Linked DNA regions of Mus musculus: all the other regions are linked to region 2. A link is a contact called in public HiCAR-type and promoter capture Hi-C data. All regions are on one chromosome and are shown on one strand. Each heading gives the region's core, a stretch centred on a gene start, on an enhancer-like site or on the middle of the called end of the contact. The rest is flanking DNA. Distances are from core to core; before and after follow the strand shown.

The links. Promoter capture Hi-C pulls out the DNA fragments that hold promoters and counts their contacts. HiCAR-type assays count read pairs that join an accessible place to other places.
Region 1: a contact with region 2 is called in a promoter capture Hi-C map of second pharyngeal arch cranial neural crest. The contact joins the promoter of Luzp2 here to the promoter of Svip in region 2. A contact is called at or near these places in 5 of 39 promoter capture datasets (cranial neural crest, frontonasal cranial neural crest, maxillary cranial neural crest and 2 more) and 1 of 115 datasets of contacts at active chromatin or transcription factors (astrocytes).
Region 3: a contact with region 2 is called in a HiCAR-type map of astrocytes, with 6 times the contacts expected there. The contact joins the promoter of Nell1 here to the promoter of Svip in region 2. A contact is called at or near these places in 3 of 39 promoter capture datasets (cranial neural crest, hippocampal neurons and pre-B cells) and 1 of 115 datasets of contacts at active chromatin or transcription factors (astrocytes).

The regions. Positions count from the first base shown.
Region 1 is chr7:54,833,798-54,836,497 of GRCm38.p6, forward strand. It overlaps Luzp2 (leucine zipper protein 2), which reads left to right and starts at 1,448. Exons shown (of 12, transcript NM_178705.5): 1 at 1,448-2,223. The coding sequence starts at 2,162.
Region 2 is chr7:52,004,764-52,007,463 of GRCm38.p6, forward strand. It overlaps Svip (small VCP/p97-interacting protein), which reads right to left and starts at 1,255. Exons shown (of 4, transcript NM_001160345.1): 1 at 975-1,255. The coding sequence starts at 1,028.
Region 3 is chr7:49,973,997-49,976,696 of GRCm38.p6, forward strand. Nell1 (NEL-like 1) reads left to right here and starts at 1,354. Exons shown (of 20, transcript NM_001037906.2): 1 at 1,354-1,447. The coding sequence starts at 1,393.

The DNA.
Region 1 (2,700 bases), core at 198-2,697, 2.8 Mb after region 2:
GTGGGGTGATGTCAAAAAAATGTCAACAGTTGTTCATTTGTAAAAATTACCAAGTGACTCATGTCAGATGCTTGACCGCTCTGAGTAAGACGACTACAGAAATGGAAAATAATGGAGATGACCACACTGGGTTCATGTGGTGATGACGTTAAAATACTTAATCCTAACTTTTTATATGAGTAAAAATGCATTCTTCAAATGAGTGTTATTTCCTGCTATACACATTTTTTTTGTTATTATTACAAAGGGGCATGCCCTTATTAGTATGCAACTTACTTTATCATCTTTAAAAATAAGAAGAACAGCACCCAAGCAGCTGATACAGGAGGATTGCTGCACATTTGAGGTTTGACTGGGCTACATAGCAGAACAAAACAAGACCCCATGGAGATCTCCTTCTTGAATTCCAGGGTCTAGGTTTTCATAGTGCTGTTGTTTTGTTTTTTTGTTTTGTTTTGTTTTTCCTTCCAAAAGACAAACAGTGGAGAAAGGAGCTGGTTTGTGTCTGTTGTGGATTTTACTACTGCAAAAAGGATTGATATCCTTGAAAACATTAATACTCCTATTCTGATTGCTTGAGATTCTTACAGTAAAGTTCTTCAGTAGGTGTGTCCTTAAATTAAACTTCATCAAGAAGAAAACTGGAACAAACTGGAACAAAACAGTAATTAGAAGGTTAATGCCCTGCCCCCCCCCCTTTAGAGTCTGGTAACAAATACATCGTTTTATATATCTACAAATATGTCTTCAATTCTGAGTTTATCTCTGATTCTTATTTAAAATGTTACTTATATGAATTGCCTGGGCAGAACAGAGACCATCAACTAAACAGTTGGGATGGCACCTGCTGACCCTAGGTCTTCCCTCTAGGTCTTCCATGTGCTTGATTCTTTAGTGTAGACCCACTTCAAGTGTGAAGTTCATTGCAGCAGCAAGGTTGCCTTAGGACTGGGGACAACTAAAGAAAAGTCCAGTCCAGATAATGTTGATCCTTGCTTTCATCACATATGTGGTAGGAAAACTGTAATGTTTAGTTTAGTACAGTGATTCTTGAGAGAACTGTCATACACACTTTCTTTTAACACACACACAGAGAGACACAGACACACACTCACACACATACAGCATGGTGTAAAGATCCCAGAGTTTCAGATCTCTGATCTCTGTAGGTGGTCAGCCTCTCTTCTTGAATTTTGAGATTTTGCAAAATGGTAGATTTCGTTAAAGTTGTAGTATTTCCCTTTTCTGATTAGAATTCCTACAAAAGGGCTTGTTAAACATTGGTTACTTGATATACAACATTTAGAAACTACAGAGAATACTCCTACCATTTAATTAATGACCAATGTCTCTGCGCTCTTGCTTAAGATTTTTCCCCCCTCAGGAAAACGACCCTTGAAGGTGTATGAACTCTGGCTGCCAGCTGCACACACTTGAGTAGCTGACAGACGCAAAGGCCAAAAGAGAGGAAGATCCAGACGCACCAGAACCCAGAGCCGCGGACTTTGTGTTGGTTCTGGTCCCTTTCTACGCTAGAGACCACTAACTCATCTGGGTATCGGGCTTCTGGTCTGCATGGGCTGCTGCTCCACTCTATCTGCAGCAAGCAAGCCATTATGCCTCTAATCAGAGCAGTATTTTAAGCTTACTCTCCAAGCAACAAAAAGCAAGCTGGTGAGAGACGCCTGCTCTGGACCCTAAAGAGTCTGGAGTCCTTCCCAGCGAATTGTCTCTCACCCTGCGGAGCACGCCAGCTCAATTACTGGAGAAAGAGGTTGGTCCTTGCCACCGCCCTCCCCTCCTGTCTTCAGTAGGAGCGGGGAAGAGGAGATCCGCTCCAGTGCGCACGGGAGTGACCAAGTACAGCTGCCTACTAGGGCAGCGACCTGGACGCGGGTCCTTTCCTCCTCCAGCGGCTACACCCGCCCTGTGCGCCTTGAACACGGCGCGCTGGACCATCCCGGCAGGGCTCCGGGGTGACATCACTCCTGAAGATACTCGCACTCTGGTCCTTGTCTTTACAAAGCCTCTATCCGTGTCTTTGTGGGTCTCAGGAGAGGGCTCCGGGCTTCGGGGAAAGAGAGCAGGACACTGAACAGCAACTGACCGGAGGAAGCAAAAGAGCAGAGTCCAGCGAAGGAGTACCCGAGCTGGCGGCGACATGAAATTCAACGCTGCACACTACCTGCTGCCCCTGCTGCCTGCACTCGTCCTCAGCACCAGGTGAGTCCAGGAGCATGAGGCCCCAAGCCAGCAGGCTGCGCTCCTCCGGGGAGAGGCACCTCCCACTTAAGCAAGATGCTAGCTGAGTGATTAAGATTCAGAATCCTTGGATAGAGCAGAGACCTTTATAGTTCCCTTAGTATCATGGAAAAAAAAGTACCTCGGTTGCTTCCTTTCAGGGACCGAGAGCTTCCCTTCAAAGAACAAGGAACCTTCCCGTCCCCAACTCCCGTGGAGCCCCGTAATCAGGAACAGAGAACAAGCAGAAGTAGGACAACATAGAGGAAGTAGGGAGAGAAGGGATTTTACCCCAGAGTGCCTGTTTACAATAGACCCCTCCAAGTAATGTCCCCTCTTAGGGAATTTAGGCCCCCCCGTGAAGCATATTCTAACGTTCAGGGAGCCAGAGAAAGCTAAGACTTGTGCAGTAGTCCCCAAACTCCTCCGGTGACCGTGGCCTGACTGAGGTCTTGAGTG
Region 2 (2,700 bases), core at 5-2,504:
CTGCCAATTTTTCTAAGAACACAGCAACGAAATGCAGACATCCATGCATACAAAGCTTGAGTTTTGATTAGTGTGTGGAAACAAATGTAAGCAAATACACAAACATGCATCTGATGGGAGTAATTACCCAGGAAGAGATATAATAACCATGGTAGATAAGGAATAGGAGGGAGGTTTCTAGAGCATGTTTATTTAGGTGGTCAGAGAAATTGTAGGTGTTAAGTGAAATACACCGGTGGGCCCTATGGCTAAGGGCAGAGAATGGGAGGAGAGATGCCTTAACAAATGCTAGCAGAATAATATTTTTTCTCATGAGCTAAACAAAATTAATAGCATTTTAAAACAATAGCAGTCATAAAGGCAAGTTGAACTTCCTCACATCTACTAAACAGTCACTTTAGTGTCTATAACCTAGTGGCTAAGATATTATTAATATACTTCCCTAAATCTCTCATTTCTTCAACTAATCTTTGGCTACCCTGAGAACCGATGTTGAGACCAAGTTAGATTGTCATATTATCAAGTACGGGTAAAGGATATTAAAGTAAGTATACTCTTACTGCATAAGGCCTGCTTGGATTCGAATATCAAAAAAAATAAAATGCCTGTCTTCACATAAAATTATCCCAAACACAGCACTACTAGGAATCTACACGTAAACGTATTGCTTGTTTATGTGGGATTTAAACCTGGGCTTCAAACCGGCTGTTAAAACTGAGCAAAGGGAAGGCGCGGGTTAATTATCCTCTAAATGGCGAGAGGAGCGGCGCGTCCCGGACCTTCTAGGTACAGCTGGTACAGACAAGAGAAGAGACACATGTCTGGAGCAGCCACTGAAAACAGCAGCTCCAACCTATGCCATCCGAGGAGGGTCCTTAGGGGAGGGTCAGGAGGCCCAGCAGGTGCACCTTCCCTCCGACTGCACTGCAACGGCCGCCGCGTGCAAGACTTGCACGGGGAGGCCGTCTACTCACCGGGCTCGGGGATGGTGGTGCGGACTCCGCGGGACAAGGGAAGCACAGCCCCATGGGGACGCAGGCACCCAGGGCCGGGAACCCGAATCCTCGCTGGGGGCTGCAGCAGGCCCCGCCCAGGAGCAAACCCCGCCCCCACCTGACCTGCTGCAAAGCTCCGCCCCGCGCCAGGACCTGCCCCGCAGTAAGACCCACCCCATCTGAGGCGCAAGCGCCCCTCCCCCTCCTCCTCGCCCCCCCTCCCCCGCGAACACCACCACAAGCTCCGCCCAATTTCAAGCCCCACCCCTGTCCTGCCCTTGGCAGACCCCACCCTACCCGCCCTAGCAACAAGCCTTGTCCCTCCAGGCCTGCGGCAAGCCCCGCCCCCAGGGCGAACCTGCTTCGCCCGACCCGGCGGCAATCCTCTTTCATCCGGTCCAACATCAAGTCCCGCCTCCTCCACAAATCCCACCCAATAGGGTTTAACAGCAACCCAACCAAGGGGTTTCTCTCTTGAACCTTGAAGCCTCCCTATGGCAACGCCCCACCCATCTGCGGCAAGCCCCGCCCCTTCAGTAGTGCTACACCTGATCCACCCTTTAGCTGTCAGCCAGCTCCTCCAAATGAAACGCCCCACTCCCACCCCGTTTTCACACACAACCCCACCCTCCCACTCCCATCAAGACTCAAAATTCCACTCTCATTGCCCCGCTGATTAAGCACTTTCTGCGGCTGTGCGGAGCCCTGGCCATTCTAGGAGCTCTGCGCAAGCGTACTGGGCATGGGTAGGCACCTGTTGAATCCGCGCTAGGGAAAGAAGGAATTCTGGCCCTTGACACTCAGAAACCAGCATTTCAAGGGTGCTGTCTGCTACCTTGTTGGTATTTTAGTGAGGTCAGTACTGTGTCTCTGAGATGGCAGGATGGGAAAACTGCCACATAATCCCGTCTCAGAGGTAGCTCCTTGCTATCCACGTTTTCCGCTTAGGGACAACGAAAAAGTGCACCCAGAAAAACTTGAGTGAAGTGCGGCTCAGATTTTAATGACAGTAAGACTATTGTTTTCTCTTTCCTTCCTCTTCCTTCTTTCTCTCCGGTTCTATATCTCTTGTCACTTCGTGGATGGCCACTCACTCATACTACATTCAAGTGGACAAATCCTTCCATTTCCTTTTGATAAGCACACAGAAACTATTATTTGAAGTTGCTGTGCTTCAAAATAGTACATATGTATTTCATATTTCTATATTTCTATTTCTTATAAACGTGTGAAAATTTACCCCCAATTATCCACTCGGAATTTTGAGTTTTTTTCATTTTCAAGAAATTTCACATTTGTTAGTGTCATGTTTTGATAATTACAAAACACAATTAACAGAAAGTCATCTTAGGTGTAAGATTACTGATTTCTTTTTTCCTTTAGCTTGACCAAACTCCGATTTCTTTCTGATTGCCTCCCTATTCTTAAAGTTTTTACATTAGAAATCTTTCAATTTTAAATATTCCTCTGCCTTTTAAGATGTTCTTCTCCTGGCCTCTTAGCACTTTTATAACCCAGAACCTTATCAAGGACCAGTGTGTCCTTATCTTTGAAATAAAACACTCAGAAATAGACTTCTCGAGTTCCCCATTTCTGTAGAAGCCTGGGTGTTTAAATTCTCACAAGTTCCTGGCAGCAGATGCAGGTGACCCTAGGGCACCTGAAAAAGATCTTCTAGCTCTTTTTCAATAGGTCATGTGATTAG
Region 3 (2,700 bases), core at 104-2,603, 2.0 Mb before region 2:
AAAGGCCCTGGGAGCACAGAGGATGGGCAAATGCCAGAGAGAAACCCTGGAAAGAAAGCAGAGCTCTTTTGTTGAACTCTTTCCCCCCCCCCCCCTCTGGGATCTGGGAGGTTGTTATGAGTTTAAGTATCTCAGAGTAGTATTGGATGTTGGGGGAAGCTGGAGCCATAGATGGAGCCACAGGACAAGCTGGGGTGCGGGAGGCTTCGAGTCACATGGCATGAACATGTAAGCTGGAGGTACTGACCTTTCAGGTTCTGTGACTGCATCATCTCTAGATAGACTGAAGCACACAGTACAGGGACCCTAGCGGGGCGGCCCCAGTAGCAGAGGGTACACTAGACAGGAGAGACTCCTCTGCTTGTCCACTGGTCGCCAGCAAAGCCCAGCTTTTCTCTCTACAGAATGGTGTTCCAGTAGGGGTTTCCAAAGAAAGGAGAGAGAGAGAGAGAGAGAGAGAGAGAGAGAGAGAGAGAGAGAGAGAGAGAGAGACCGAGACCTAAACAGCGGGTTTTGGAGAAAACCATCCAGAAAGTCACACAACAGCCAAAAAAAAAAAAAAAAAAAAAAAAAAAAGGTTTAGAAGGTTTAGAACTTCCCCTATGTGGCAGCATTTGGCCTGTAGAACGAAGCTAGCAAACACTTCTTAAATTCGAGCCATAGATTGCTCTAAGCTCAGGGACTCCCACCTCAACACCCTCAACCAGCACTCTTAAAAGCTAGTATCCAGTCACAAGAGCCTTTGGCTGGGACTAGACAGCAAGTACAGGTGGCGGTTGGGGACTCAGGCATCATCCGTCCCCTGCCCCCTCCTCCGCCCCCACCTGCTCCTCCCCACCCACTTGCTGGAGCGAATCGGTAGTAGTTATTTCCCAAGGAGGTGCTGGGAGCACTTCTCGACACCGCCTAGGTCTGGTTCCCCTAGGGAACAAAACCCACGCACGCAGGCTGGGCGGCTTCGGACCCGGCCTGGATGAACTGTTGCAACTTGGGCAGCCCGCAGCGCGGCGCAGTGGCAGAGGCGGGGGCGTGAAGCCGTGAGGCGCGGGTAGCCGGGATCCTTGCATCTCCGGAGTCCAGGAGGCGAGCGGAATCCGCACAGACTCCCAGGGCAACCTGCGGGAGTGGCGGAGCCCCGCGCTCCCGCCCTAGCTCAGGGGGAGCGCAGCTGCAGCAGGGTTTAGGGCCCCAGCCCCGTGCCACCGCCACCCGCGGTGGAGGGTGGGCTGGGGGCGGGGCAGTCGGGGTTGCTTTCCCGGGCGCCGCCGAGCCACCTCCCCTGCCGCCCGCTAGTAAGTTTGGCCGCTTCGAGCCCACAGAGCCGCGGCTTTCTGAAGCATTGGTTTCTTGCTGGCGTTGGTGCGCCCTGCTTGGCGGGGGGCCTCCGGAGCGATGCCGATGGATGTGATTTTAGTTTTGTGGTTCTGTGTGTGCACCGCCAGGACAGGTAAGCAAGGCTGGGCATTAAGCGGGATTTGGGGGAAGGTGGTGGTGATGATAGTGCTGCTCCCGACTGCTGTAACCCGGGATTACTCTGTCTAGGAGAGACTCGGAACCTATCTCTGACGGGCTAGAGAAGGGCAGCAGAGTGCTTGGGTTCTGATTGCCCAGCACAGCTCGGGGTAAAAGCGCTAGAAAAGATGCCCGGGCGAGTGTTCTCTTCCCCGGGGACGCAGCAGCGGGCATTCAGTATGCGGGGTGCGGCCGGGTGGTCGCAGCCTTGTGTGGCTAGCAAGCAGCTTCCCGGTTCTAAGGAGTCAGAACCCGCTGCAGCGTGGCCAGAGATCCTACATCCTTGAACTTGCAGGGTGCGGTGGCCAAGGGTGTCCCCGAGCCGCGGGAGTTCCACCCGCAGAGGGAGCGCGTGCGGCAGGCAGGCGCGGCCAGAGCCGGGGGAGCCAGACGGCGCACGGGAGAGGGCTGCGAGGAAAGGGGGGACCCGCGAGCTCTTCCGTGGTTCCCACATGGCTCCCAGAGGGAACTCCAGGAGTGGTCTCCTGTCAGCTCCCTGCCCAAACAACTAAGCGAACAATTATTAGGAGGTAAATTGGACCAGTGGAGACGACAGAAGATTTTCTCAACCTCTAAACCGTGTTCCTCCTGCTGTCATCCAAGATTGTGGGGTGGGACCCGGGGCCAAGGAAACTGGCCTGATGACCAAGTCCCTATAGAATCTGCCTGCTGGAGGTGCGGTTGTGATGACCCTGAGGCGCACTCCACTCTTTCCTCTTCCACGGGGTTCCCTGACTCCGGGTCCCTGGGGTTCAAGAATGTAGCCTACTTCACCAAGCTTGCAGTAGTTGTCAGGAGGCAGGGGCGGGGTTAGGAAGGGTAGGAAGCAGATCAACAAGGCAGACAGGGGAAGAGATAGTTCTTGGTAGCCAGACATCAGATTCATTGCCCACAGACTTCGGATCCCTAGAATGGACGCATAGGCATTCCCTGTCCCCATGTCGGCGGCCCTCCAGTACCTTCATTCCCCACTCTAGAGGTTCAGTCTCCTTCCCAAGCCAGACAGCTGGTTTACGTTTAGAGGACTGAGGAACACACCCCTTCTTTAGTCGACTTAAAAAGTTCCCATCCCTTATGCCCCAGACTCCCCACTTTGGCAGGCAGTTAGGGGTCTGTGAGCTTCTAGCCTCCCCTCCCTTACTTCCCAGGACCGAAGTGGACTAAGGTTTTCCTTTGCCTAATCCCAGT